2 separate regions of the Mus musculus genome follow, and region 1 is linked to region 2. The links are chromatin contacts, called in public Hi-C maps. All regions are on one chromosome and are shown on one strand. Each heading gives the region's core, a stretch centred on a gene start, on an enhancer-like site or on the middle of the called end of the contact. The rest is flanking DNA. Distances are from core to core; before and after follow the strand shown.

Evidence for each region. Hi-C and Micro-C count contacts between places; a contact is called where the count stands out from the background.
Region 1: a contact with region 2 is called in a Hi-C map of bone marrow-derived macrophages, with 50 read pairs. The contact joins two enhancer-like sites. A contact is called at or near these places in 1 of 15 datasets of contacts at CTCF or cohesin (CD8 T cells), 19 of 484 Hi-C or Micro-C datasets (the 4T1 cell line, CD4 T cells, the CH12 cell line and 14 more), 32 of 115 datasets of contacts at active chromatin or transcription factors (the 230-238 cell line, CD8 T cells, the HPC-7 cell line and 22 more) and 1 of 9 other capture datasets (bone marrow-derived macrophages).

Annotation. Positions count from the first base shown.
Region 1 is chr1:180,398,568-180,405,306 of GRCm38.p6, reverse strand. All of the region lies in intron 2 of Itpkb (inositol 1,4,5-trisphosphate 3-kinase B), which reads right to left. It overlaps Gm39712 (a long non-coding RNA gene), which reads left to right. Exons shown (of 5, transcript XR_003948302.1): 1 at 1-322; 2 at 415-599; 3 at 1,346-1,770; 4 at 1,859-2,021; 5 at 2,520-5,850. Among named protein-coding and RNA genes, the nearest start is that of Gm39712, 6.5 kb to the left of the region's middle. Within about 2 kb of position 1,341, at least 216 of the 459 cell types and tissues checked have an H3K27ac peak or open chromatin away from gene starts, as enhancers often do. A contact at or near this core is called in the 230-238 cell line, CD8 T cells, Th17 cells and 6 more, where this site is marked.
Region 2 is chr1:180,292,300-180,299,217 of GRCm38.p6, reverse strand. No RefSeq gene overlaps it. Among named protein-coding and RNA genes, the nearest start is that of Gm39713, 13 kb to the left of the region's middle. Within about 2 kb of position 2,942, at least 72 of the 459 cell types and tissues checked have an H3K27ac peak or open chromatin away from gene starts, as enhancers often do. A contact at or near this core is called in the 230-238 cell line, CD8 T cells, Th17 cells and 6 more, where this site is marked.

The DNA of each region.
Region 1 (6,739 bases), core at 92-2,591, 110 kb before region 2:
ACTTGTCATGGAGGTGCTCTCATGATCCCATTTTACAGATGTGAACACTGAGACACACAGAGATTAGACAATTTGCCGAAGGTGCTAGAGATGGTAAGGAGAAAGCCTGTTGAGAGTCCCAGGTCTGCATCATTCAGCTAGGCTATCTCCTTTGTCATTTGTAACATGTGACTTTATAGCCAGATGAACTTGAGCTCGGCTCCTGTTAGTCCTGCCTGAAGGTCCTGGGCAGGATACCAAACCTCTCTGAGCTTCAGTTTTCTCCATCCTTGTGACATGGAAATACCACTCGGCCAACACCACCAGCTGACGATGACAACAGGTTGTTCTCAAAGTTAAATCCAACTTTGCTTGGGCGAGGCTTGCTACAGTCAGAAACACTGAACCTCTTCCAAGTTCTGTCTGCTCTCTCAGCCCCAACAGCACAAGCCTGCAGGAGATGATGCTGAGGAAGGGCAGCTTGGTCAACAGCAGGACCTGACACCCTCTTCCTCCACCCTGGCCCTCAGCCTGAATCCCACCTTTCCAGGATGACAGAGACAAAGAGGACCAGTCAGATTCTCTGCCAGAAGAATCACCTGAGCCATTTCTGAGCATCTGTGAGTCTTCACAGGATAGTCAGATCCACGAGTCTAGCAGAGAGGCCACCAGAGGCCTTCTAGTCCCATCCCAAGCCAGGGCGCCCTGGGGAGGGTTACTGTGAGCACCTCTGCTCTGTTGTTCCTGAGGCAGAAGGCGCGCGCGCGCGCGCGCACACACACACACACACACACACACACACACACACACACACACACTGCTTTTTCCTGGCTGGAAGATGACATTTTAGAAAGCCAGGCATCTGAAAGGAAGTTCGCCACAGAAAGCAGAAGGAGCTCAAAGGTCACCTTTGCCCCCCTTTCACAAGCAGCTTGCAGAAGGAAAGTTGCTTCTGAAACGGCCTCTGTAGCACTCACGCTCAGAGCCACGGAGGCAGAGAAGTTCCAGGCTCCTAGTGCAAATGCCATGGACACAGGTGGACACACAGAAGGGACAGGGCTGAGCGCAGGGAACTCCCACCTCAGGAATTTCTAACAAGGAAACTTTTGAGGAAGGGCTTACAGGCGGATCCCACAGCTATATTTAGAAAATTATTTCCAAGCAAGGCACACTGGAGCAATTCATATTTCTGAGAGGTAGCGCTGAGTTGCTCGTGGCTAAGGGCACTCTGTAACACAGTGCAGACCTCCTGAGCACCAGAAACCCTTTCCGCCTTCTGAAGACACTTCTGCAGCCCCGTCCTGGCAGAAGCTGACTTGCAGCTCCCGACTGGGCCGTGAGTCACCCAGTTTCCCTCTTCTGACAGGCTGTTCCCGGTCTTGAGAGTTCAGCGGCCATGCTCCTGTTCACGTGCAGACCGCTGGAGGCGAGGCACAGGAAACGGGTTGCCAAAAAGGCACACCAGTGAACCCCCAAGTACGAGCAAGATTCGTCACCCTCAGAACTTGAGGCCAGGGTCATCCTGACGTCTATGAGGATGTGTGACTTTCATAAATAGTCTGACTCATCACTGGTCCTCCTGTATCTGTCACCGTGGGGCCCCCGGTGGTGGCAGTGGGCTCTTACTTAGCCCGTTCTACGCTGCGGTATGAGGATCCCACGGGGCCATCCCAGAGATAGCATACTTGCCTCTCTCTTTCAGAGGTTGCAAACAGGGACATATTCTACCTCTGCTAGTGTCCCCAAGGTGACAGAACTGGAATCATGCTCAACCCGTCACCCTGGCAGCCTGTATGTCCACGGAAGTGGGGAGTGGGGTTTCCCACTCAATAGAGCAGGGGCACTCAGTGGTTCCTTCACTTTTTGCCTTTGGTTACAGGGACTTAACCTTTGTTTGTTGAGACTCCACCAAGCATCTCAAGACCATCAGAGAACGAAACCAATAAACACGGCGGCAACACTCCTATGTGTCACTACCCAGAGGGAGACAGAGTACTTGGTGCACACAAGAGTCCCCTTCTCATCTGCGACGCTTACAGAAGGTTCCCGATTCTCGATTCTCGTAGACTATCACAGCTCTTTCTCACTGGGTAGGGGAATGAAACTCTGAGAATGGCAGAGGCCAAGGAATGACACCGGAGCCGAGGATCCTCCAAGCTAAGGATCTCAACCCAAAGACCTTCTTTGCAGACTGGGTGCAGGCCCAGTTCCCGGAGGCAGGGCTGAAATGCATACTGCCTTTGAGGACCTAGGGAGAGGGATGTCCTTGTAGATGTCCACCTGCTGTCTGTCTGGGAAGGCTGCTTGTCCCAGGGTGGGGGTGGAGCATCTTCTGAACCCTTGGAGCCTGAGAATGGCAGAGGGTGAACAAAGTGTCCCAGGACCTCCATCCTCCCGCAGTGACGAGAGCCCTGTTGGGTAAGCTGGGCCCCCTCAATGTCTCTGGGGACAGCCCATATTTAGGAACTGCAGCATCTCTTCTAGGGAACAGACCAGCTGGTTGATTTATTCTCCTTAACTTTTGATGTTGTTATTATTAGGCACATCTGTCTCTGAGTGAGGTCACCAAGGAAAAACCCAACCAGAGGAAAATAGTTTCAAGCAGTCGTCATTTCAATCTTCGGAAAAAGGAAGCGAGTGGATAAACTAACTACCAGAAGATTCCAGAATTCAGGATGAGCGACGAGGAAAACGGAAAGTATGTGCTCTGGGAACGGGGCAGCTGGGCTGGATGCACAGAGCACCCACAAGCCGCTTCCGCTTCCCTTTCCCCAAGCTTAGCTCTTTCCTTTTCCCTAACACAAAGGCCAGAGAAACAGACACCCTCTCCATGCTTGCTCAAAGACCCAGAAGGAGACCCTATTAGTGACCAGTGACCAGGTGACATGGGACAGAGCTTCCCTCCCAGTGACCATCAGACTTAACTTGGTTCAGCTATAGCCCCACCCCCGCCCCCACCACTTTTTTCTAAATCAGTTGCCAAAAATTGTAAATGAGATTTCAAACAAAAGTCCAATGCTTCTTTGACACACTGAGTCTGCAGTCCTGGCAGCCTGGGATTGAATAGTGGCAGCTTGGGATGGGGGTCAAATTTTAACCTATCACCACCAGCCTGGCCCATGACAGTATCTACATTAACAGGCGACCAACTATAAACGCGCCAAAGAAAGCCCAAAGACCCAGACCTCAAACACAGAGTTGTCTCTTTCTCCGTCTGTAAAGAGAAGAAAATGATTGACATGCATGGCTCATATTCTATAGAGAGGATAAGGAAGAAAAGCAAGAGAAGGGTTTGAGGAACTGAGTACCACTCTACCAGCTGGGTGACGTGTGGTCACATGGGTACAGAGACTAAGACACACACAGAGCCAGCCTCTTGGATTGGATTAGTAACTAGGGTGAGGACAGGGGAACAAACACACCGGAAGCCTCAGAGGTGACGTCACCCAGGAAGGTAGAAAGTAGAGCTGAGGTTTTGGATCTTGCCAAGTACACCTGGTGCCTGGATTGGGTACCCAGTTCACACTGCTTTCCTAGGCCTAGGGCCAAGGACACCGGATCCCACTCATTCCATACGCTCCTCTCTCTTACACAAAGCCCAGCTTCGTCAAACCCTCGCAAACAGAGACCAAGCTCTGCCTGGGGACTCTCCTGAGTTCCCATCCTCCATGTCCTCTCTCTCTGCAAAACTGGCCTACTGGTGTTTGCCCAGATGTGCCATATTGCTGGTTCTGGGGCAGCCCGTCTGGTGGCAATAACCTATGTCACTTGGAGGACAGTGATTTACTGTTTAAATGGTGCCCCTCAACCTGTCCACTTTCACCTTCCCAGGTCCTGCCCATTTCCCTCTGAGCCACCCCGGTAAATGGCTTCTCCTTGCAAGATTTACATATCACACACAGTCCACAATCCCTTTGTCACCTGCTTAGAGCTCATTCAGGTCTGGTTTTATTATGAGCATCATTTCCTATAGCAACAGTTCCGGAGGGCAGGACCCCAGGCCCTGGTAACACACTTCCTTCCCAGAGTTGAGAGCTAATGGATGAATGCAGAACTAAGTAGCACGAGCCTCCAAGACCTGGCTCCTGGCTGAGAAGGCAAAAAGGGAATCCTGTTCAGTATCTATAACCAGTTCTGAAGGAGTCTGGCAGGAAGCAAACTGAGATTCCTAGACCAGAATGATGCTTCTTGTGTTCCTGGGAACTAAGAACCAGAGGAGGAGCCTTTAAGTCCTGGCATGAGATGGTCACATGGAAACAGAGATTAAGACACCAGCCTAGCCCCTAGAGGTAGAGGTGGACAAAAGCCAAGATTGCTATCCTATAGTTAATCTGGAAGTCGCTGGCCCCAATCAACTATCTATCTGTATTCTATGACCTCAATGCTGTTTGTTCCTGGCTGTCGACATCAAGGCTGGGCTATTTTCTCCCATAGACCCAGGGCAGGGATGGCCAGGGCCAGGCAAATGAGAAAAGCAGATCCACAATGCTCTTCCAGATGTAAGATGAACATTAGGACAAAAAGAGCTAGACAGAAAGGTATCCCAGGCTGGATAGGAGCTTACTTCTAGAGTCACAGCTCTGCATCAGGACCTGGGCAGACACTCACCCATGCTCTCTACTCTTAGCCTGAACTAGCTTCCTTTATGGGGTTTTAGAAAGATCCAGACTGAGTGAGAACAAGCCGGTCTGACCAGGCTCTCCCCTTGTCCAGCTAGCCCCTTTCTGGCAGTGACAGCCTTGCTATCTCCCTTTGTCCTGGGACCAGGGGCTCCGGCTTGTTATCGCCCCTCCCTCCCTCCTTCCCTCCCTCCCTTTGCTCTGTTTTACCTGATACAACCAATACCACATAGATCCACTATGGTGCCCCACTGTGTTCTGGCTTCAGGCTTAAGCCCAGGGAGTATGAAGCCCAGAGTAGATGAGCACAGGCCTGATAATGGAACATGACAAGGATGCCAACCAGCTTTATAAAGAGGAAGGCACAGATAAGGGGGCATTGCTTTGGGAGGGGGGAAATAAAGGAAGTTTTTTTGGGAAAGATGGAGTTTCTGCATCTTTAAGAGCCAAGAGAGGAAAGCAGCACAAGGGGCAGAGGGAAGGCAGAAGAAGGTGGGCTTCGGGCTTAGAGAAAGCATGAGCAAAGCTAGCGCTGCGTGGCTCATGCTCTACAACCGAGCTATGCACGGCTGGCCCTAGACTTTCAATACCGCACATAAGTGTCAAATACACAGAGAGATACCGCCTGCCTCTCACAAGTATCATAGTCGACACAGGTGCTTGTTCAGAGAACTCTGGTTGTAAAGCAAGACCTAGACACACATGGAAGGAGCACCCCACATCTCTTTCAGCAGAGCTCACTGTGGGCTGGCTTGTCCCCAAGCTTCGGGTGATTGCATGTCCCTGAGCTTCATGCCCAGTCTAGAAGTTGGGTCTGGAATTGTAAAAGCATGGAAATGGAGCCCCATCCCCTCCATCTTACCGTTTGAGGCAACCACTCAGGGCTTTAGCTTGTGTTTAAAGCATGATAACAGAGGCTGGGAAAGGAGCTAAAGTGTTCGTGATGTGTGTAGGAGAACCTGAGTTTGGATCTCTAGGCCCCATGTAAAAGCTGAGGGCGGAAGCACAGGCCAAGAGACAGGGTGGACACCCAGAGCTCAGGGGTCAGTCAGTCAGTCAGTCAGCCCAGCCAAAACAGCGTGCCCCAGAGTCACTGAGATTCTCTCTCAAAGACTAAGGCGGAAAAGCAAACGGGAAAGACATCCCAACTTCAACTTCCACACATGTACTCAGTGGTGTACACACACACACACACACACACACACACACCACACCACATCATATCACATCACATCACAATTTCTACACACAGTGGTACACACACACACACATACACACACACCACAAACAAACAAGTCAATAGCACATTTGATAAATAATCCTGATGAACTAAAGACAAGGAAGGCACCATGACTTCTAGAATTCAACTGTAATGAGTCTGTGTGTGTGTGTGTGTGTGTGTGTGTGTGTGTGTGTGTGTGTGACTTTAGGTTACATTTTTCTCATGCAGTCAGGTGTCTGTTGCTTTGAGTGAAAAAAAAAACACCCTTTTTGAAATGAATATGAATGGAAAGTGTGATTGACTAACTCAGAGAAAAGCAAGATCAACAATACACACAGAAGAGCCATTTTTGTGAAATCTGATTAAGTTTGTAGAAGTCTCAAACCCAGAAACTATAACGTTTCTTTTGTGTCTGCTACAAACCACTCCATAAGTAGAATGTTTCCCAGTTTCCAAAATAAGGATAATGTAATTAGCAAGAGTTTAAACCATTAATTACTCTGAATTTTTAAAATATGCATGATCATATACACAAAATTAATTAGCATAGGCTTTACTCTCTGTATTTCTTTCCTAGTATAATTGGTTCATTAATTGCTGAAGATAATTTTTGTCATTACAGAAATAATGAGTTGCTGGTTTTGTTATTTTTTAAAAAATATATGTCTGGAGGTATATATGCTAGAAACACCACTGGCTTCTGGGGAAAAGAGGACGCTTTCTGACAGCTAAGCTCAAATCTCCTAAGGCTGGGCCAGCATGCCAAACAACTTGGACTACTGTCTTTAAGTAAATGACACAGGAAATGGCTGGGAACTTCACTACACACAAGGTAAAATTGCCCACGTGTCAAAAGCATGAGTCAAATAAGTTGGAGAAAACCTTTTATAAACCACAGCATGATTGAAGATGTAACAGG
Region 2 (6,918 bases), core at 1,693-4,192:
ACAAATGTGTTGTTATATTTCTAATTGCGTTTCTCTGCCCCTGAATTCCTCATCGGCTGAGTCGTCCAGGGCGATACAGTCTCCCTGATACTGTCCCTTCTCCAGATTCCCTAGGCCATTGGTCCAAGATATAAAGCCTTATCTAATGCCTACCCTGGGCCTGACATTCCCTCCTTTCCTCATACTGGGCTCAGTCTCAAAGTAGACTGTCTGTGACTTTTCAGGCCTGTGGTGAACTTGGAATCAGGTCCAGCAGCCTCCTAGGGAAGACAGGGGCCTAGAACCTCCTGCTCTCCATGACTCTCTGATGTGCACCTCAGACTGAAAATGGACCATAATGATTTACGCATTACAGGGTCTAGCCCAAGGAAATCACAGACTGACTCTGTAGCCAAGGATGACCCTAACATTGTAATCCTCCTGTCTCTGCTTTCCAAATGCTGGGACTATAGATATGGACCACCATACTCAGTTGTATGAGGTGCTGGGACTCAAACCTAGGAATCCTTTAATTCTAGGGAAACACTCCACCAACTGAGCTATGATCTGGTCTCCTTTATGTAATCTTAAAGAAATGTCAGATGAAGGTAGCTTGCTTAGGGATGTGATCCACTGGTGAGAAATAATATCCACCCAGGGGAATTTGTGTAGACACTAACCATCCTTTCTGGGACTCTGTCCTCATGAGAGGTAGTGATCTCTCCCGGAACACATGAAGCATTAGAAGCTGTCACAAAGCTGTATGGACAATGAGGGCAAGGTGGCTCGATGCCACCTGGAGGAATCGTAGACTTTTACTGAGGACATCATCCAAGCTCACATGGGCTCCAACCAGTGTTTCCCTGGTGATCCATTACTCCAGTTCTTCCCCTACTGCCCGGGCCTCCCCACCAAGCACCTGGTGGTTGCCTCTTATTGACTCTCAGGCCACCTGCTGATGACATCATTTGTAGGCCACTTACCTTTTCGTTCATAGATCACCTCAGTGAGGAGCAGAACCTTGCCCGAGGACAACAGTTGCTGTAGCCAGCAGTGGCCGTGGCATCTTTTATTTTTATTTTTTTATATTTTTATAATTCACTTTACATCCCGATCGCTGTCTCCCCTCCTGCTGCCCCTTCCACAGTCCCTCCCCCCCCAATCCTCCTTCTCCTCTGAGAGAGTGGAGGGCAACCCCCCCAGCATTCCCCCACCCTGGCATATCAAGTCTTTGTGGTGGGTGGGGTGGGGTGGGGCTAGGTGCTTCTTCTCCCACTGAGGCCAGACAAGACAGCTGAGTTAGGGAAACAGATTCCATAGACAGGCAGCAGCTTTAGTGATAGCTCCTGCTCCCATTTTTTTGAACTCACATGAAAACAAAGCTGAACATCTGCTACAAATGTGCAAGAGGGAGGGGCCTAGGTCCAGCTGGTATATGCTCTTTGGTTGGTGGTTCAGTCTCTGAGAGCCCTAAGGGTTCAGGTTAGTTAATTCTGTTGGTCTTCTTGTGGAATTCCCATCCCCTTAGGGGTCCTCAGCTCTTCCCCCAACTCTTTCATAAGAATCCCCAAGCTCCATTCATCGTTTGGCTGTGGGTGTCTGTATCTGTCTGAGTCAGCTGCTGGGTGGAGCCTCTCAGAGGACAACCATGCTAGGCTCCTGTATGCAAGCATAATAGAGTAGCATTAATAGTGTCAGGGATTGGAGCTTGCCCATGGGATGGGTCTCTGGTTGGTCCGATGATTGGTTGGCCATTCCCCCAGTTTCTGCTCCAATACCCGTTCCTGCTTTTCTTATAGGCAGGATAAATTTTGGGTTGAAAGTATAATCGCAGCACTGGATTGATGAAACAGAACATTGGTGATTTTGAAGCCAGCCTGGGCTCTAGAACAATACCATTTGGGAACGTTTAAAAGACCCAGTGCTGGCAATTATGATTACTGAGTGCATCATTACGACGATGGGTGTCAGCACACTCTTCACTGCTTACTTTAGAAATGCTTTAAAGTGCATCCTTGACAAGGCCACTGGTGTACATTAGGAGCTGGTGGCCACACAACCAGTACAGTCACACATGTTCTGTGTCTTTTGAGGAAGAACGAAGGTTTACATACACACACACACACACACACACACACACACACACACACACAAAATGAAACTTGCAGAGAACTCAAGTTCATGTGTTGTACCAAAAATGGAAACAGAATAAAATATGTGCCGCATAATTCACTCCGTTTAGACAGTAGGTACAAGACCCAGCACTGAAAAACCCATTTTCTGGGTTGGCATAATTTTTTTCCCTAGAGAATGAAGACTCAATAATACCATATTTCTTCCTTCCATTCTTTAATTTGTTTTTTGAGACTGGGTGTGATGGTTTGTATATGTGTGGCCCAGGGAGTGGCACTGTTGGGAGGTGTGGCCTTATTTAGTAGCCTTCAGATGAAGATGTAGAACTTTCAGCTCCTTCTGCATCACACCTGCCTGGACTCTGCCATGCTCCTGTCTTGATGATAATGGACTAGACTGCTGAGCCTGTAAGCTAGCCCTAATTAAATGTTGTCTGTGTAAGAGTTGCCTTGGTCATGATGTCTGTTCACAGCAGTAAAACCTTAACTAAGACACAGGGTTTCCTCTGTGTGGCCCTGGCTGTCCTGGAACTTACTCTGTAGACTAGGCTGGCCTTGATTTCAGAGCTCTGCCTGCCTTTGCCTCCAGTGTTGGAATTAAAGACGTGCTCCACCATGCCTGGCTCATTAACACCATTATCAACCAGGCTTCAGAAAGGCTTGCTATATTAAGCCTAACAGCAAGTAATGGAGAAACACAGAGAAGCAGAAGCCAAAGCAACCATCAAGTGCATTTCCTCCTCCTCCTCTGCGTAGGAAGCGATCAGCTCAGGGCTGGTGCAGCACCCTGTGGGCCAGAAACCACAATACTCCCTTGTTACACTGTCTTCCGTGTTTTCCATGTCTAAGGCCCCCGGAGAGCTGCCGAAGCTTCCGCCATCATGTTTGAGGTCCAGGAAGCAGAAGGGACAAACACAGAGAGGACCTGCTTCTCCGTCATTTCTATACACCGACACGTGTCAAAAGGGCCTGGGAACTCTGATCTCCATTTTGGCACCAAGGTCTTCAGCTTCCTTTTCTCAGAGTAAAGTTATGAAATGAATAAAATAAAGCATATGACTGCAAGGCAACCGGATGCTACTGAAATAATGGTTCTGCTGGTATCGGCAAAGGCTTTGAGGTCTATATACACAAAGCTAAGAATTCCCTGGAGTGTCTAGAAGCAGGAGACTGTCATCAGCTTCGACATAGGAAAACCTCTCAGGGCCCAGGGGGATGCTTCAGTCAGTAAAGTGCACGCCACATCAGCATGAAGTCCTGAGTCTGGGTTCCCAGCACCCACATAAAAGGCTGGGCCGGGGAACCCATGGGGCAGTTTGGTCATCTCTAGCTAAATCAGTGGACACTAGATTCAACAAGAGAGCCTGCTTTTGAGGAAGACACCCAGTGTTTGGCCTCTGTATGCACATCTATGCACACATAACACACACACACACACACAAACACACACATGGGTTAAAAAAAACTTCAGAATGGTTTTATTCACTCGCTAAGCAGTTACTGATCACCTTGTTTAAGCTTACCTCTGCACTGTAGGTTATGACAGATACAGGAAGAGATACGATCCCACCTCTCGGGCAGTTCTTAGTTTGTCTGATAAAGCAGAGACTTAATACACTCACCACTTAAAATAGAGGCGATCCAGCTTATGAGGGTGAGCAGCTGCCGTGGCACATGGTGGTCCCCATGTGTGTCAAGGCTGGATCTTTATCATGGCACTGCCAAGAGGTGGCAGAGTTTTTAAGAGGTGGGATTCAGTGGGAGGAAATTGGACCAGTGGGAAAGGACCCACTGTGGGGTTATTAGGGTACCAATCTGCTAGCATTAGACAGTTCTTTTTTGATACGAACGTATACTTGTAAAAACCTACAATATACTTTTTAATATAAAAGGTTGGTCTTTCTGTCACTAACACCCTGGGGGTAGGGGGACTTTCTGGCCACCAGAAGACAAGCAGTTCTCTCTGCATGTGCTCCAGTGCACATGTGGTTGGTTACCACAGGCACTAAACCAACAGGACCGACTGACCGTGAGCTGAAAGGCCCTGAACTATGACTTCAAAAAACCCTTTCTTCTTTTTAATTTGACAGTCTCAGGTATTCTGTTACAGCATCACAAAGCTAACTAACAGTAATCACATAAGCCAGGTCCAATATGCCAAAAATGGAAGGAATTCAGAATGAGAGAGTAAAAGGGGGAAGAGGAAAACAAAGGTAGGGAGAGGAAGAGGAAGATAAGATTTACCCTGGAAGAATCTAGGGAGGGAGGTGGGAAGGTCACGGGTGTGGGGAGAGCAGGAGTCGCCCAAGGGGCTGGAAAAAAGGTAGCTGGTGAGGACAGGTTATGGGGTTGAGCTCTGGAAAGTAAAGGAATGGAAAAAAAAAAGCCAAGACATGTCTCTGTGTACCCCGGCTGGTGGATGACAATGTTTAACATGAACTCGAAGGGTAAACTTTAAACATCTGGTGGTTCTTATCTCTGAGGAAAGAGTCAGAGTGTCCATTAAAGCGACTCCATGTCATCTTTTTAAAAAAGGAGAGCAGGCAAGGAGACGCCGGGGGGGGGGGGGGCCCTGGCTCACTGGGTGAGCTGCCTGTCTGGTCTGTGATCCCAACAGCCCGGAGATGAAGACAGGATAGAAACTCACTCAAGGCCATCCTCTGCTACATAGTGAGTGTTGGACTAGCCTGGTGTACATATGACTTTGAAATAAAGAAAAGAGAAGAAGAGGACAATGCTGTGTGCAAATACGATCAAAGCGCGAACCACCAAGAAAAAAAGGCCTCGTTCTCATTCCTTTTCTCTATTTTTTAACTTAAGAATTGGTGCCATCTCCTCGCCATTTATCTGACATGCATTTCACTACTTTCTCGATCCCACTTTTAGCTCTGTGATCAGTCCTGGCTGCATTCAGGCTAAACCTCTCCATTACATTTATTTATTTCTGCACATCCACACATGTGGGGGTCAGAGGATGGCTGGGGAGGGGGGCGGATCTTGTCCTCCATCATCTTCCTCCCAGGGACTGAACTCTGGTCCTAAGGTTTGATAGCTATCAACTTTGCTCCCCGAGCCATTGTCCTGGCTTCTAAACTCTGTCATTTGGTCTGAGAAGGCTGACCCTGTCTGAGCTCCCTGAATCACAACCTGATTCTGCTTCCTAACTCCCTGGGTCTGTGCTGTGTTCTCTCTGTTCTCTGTCCAGGCGTGGCCTAGATTCCTGTCAGGACCCACTGGTGCCCACCTCTATCCATTCATTTTGTCCCCTCCCCCGTGGTGAGGTGGGGGGGGGAACTCCTATAATAGTACATACTTTATTATTCATTGACTTTTAACTAAAAAAAATTTTTTTTTGAGATGAAGCTTTGTTATGTTGTTCAGGAACTTGCAGAAATCCCCCTGCCTCTGCCTCCTGAGAGCTAGGATTACAGGTGTGAGTCACCACATCCGGCTCCAAATCCCCACTTTCGCATAAAATGTTTGATTTTTGACAGTTACTTACCTTTGCAAAAAGAAATCCATTGTGCAAAAGCAAAGAGAAAAGGGATTGGGGGGGAGGCAAAAGAGGGGGACAGAAGAGGAGTGGGGGAAGAAAAGGGTAAGGAAGAGAGGAGGGAGGGAAGGAAGGAAAATTAGAAAAAAGAAAATTAAGAGAGCGCTCCTTTTCCTTTGACTCTTTAGTTTCCTTTTCTTCTTTCTTTCTCAGGCCTGAGAATGGGATCTGGGGTGAGGCGAATGGCTCTCCAGCAAGCCACAGCCTTGCCCTACAAGCTGTGCCTTGAGTCCTATGACTTACTCTAATTGTTATCACTGGGAGAGAAAACGAAAGCAAATCCTTCCTTTCCCCAGAAAGGGAAAGTGGAAGTCTGAGTATCAGATGCTCAGGGCTAGGGTGTGACTAAGCTGCAGAGCCCTGGGTTCAATTCTTACTACTGCCAAAGGCTCGCTCGCCTCAGTCCCTCCTCTGCCCTCTCCCTGCCCTTCCATTCTTCCTCCAATAATCCTTTATGCAGAGGTCCCTATGTGCAGTTCTTGCCCTCAGTCCCCAAGGGAGAGGTGGACGTTTGTCAGGTGACCAACCAGCCCTCATAGAAGGTCAGGTGCTAAGGACATGCTGCTGACTGCCAGGCTGGGGAAAGAGGTGACTTCAAGCCACTCCCATTGTCTCTGCACTGGCTGAGGCTAGACATGGGCCCACCCTTCCTCCCTGGTCCATCCTCAGCAACCTGTTAACCTTGGGGGTGCCACCTTCTGCACTCAGGCGCTCCATCACACACTCACTGTTTGTGATTGTCTGAATGTTAAAACCTCTCTCTCTCTCTCTCTCTCTCTCTCTCTCTCGATATGTGTGTAGATAGATAGATAGATAGATAGATAGATAGATAGATAGATAGATAGATAGATAGACAGATAGACAGACAGATAGAACTGGTGAAAGCCACAAGATCACATCAGATTCCCTTGATCTAGAGTTAGAAGCAGCCATGAGCCACTGGATATGGTACTGGGAACCCAATTCTGGTCCTCTGCAAGAGTGGTAAGAACTCTTAGCTGTTGACATCTCACTGGAACCAGGTAACAGCTTAAAACAAACAAAAACCAAAATTAAAAAAAAAGGAAAATATTCATTGTGGGAACTAAGGAGACACCTCAGTCAATGTTTGCAAGGATGTAAGTTAAACCCTCAGAACCCAGTTTTTACAGAGCCAAGTGTGGAGACACACACTTACAACCCCAACTTTGGGGAGGTAGAGACGAGAGAATTCCAGGGGCTCACCATCAAGTCAGCTTGGCCAGTTATAGGCCA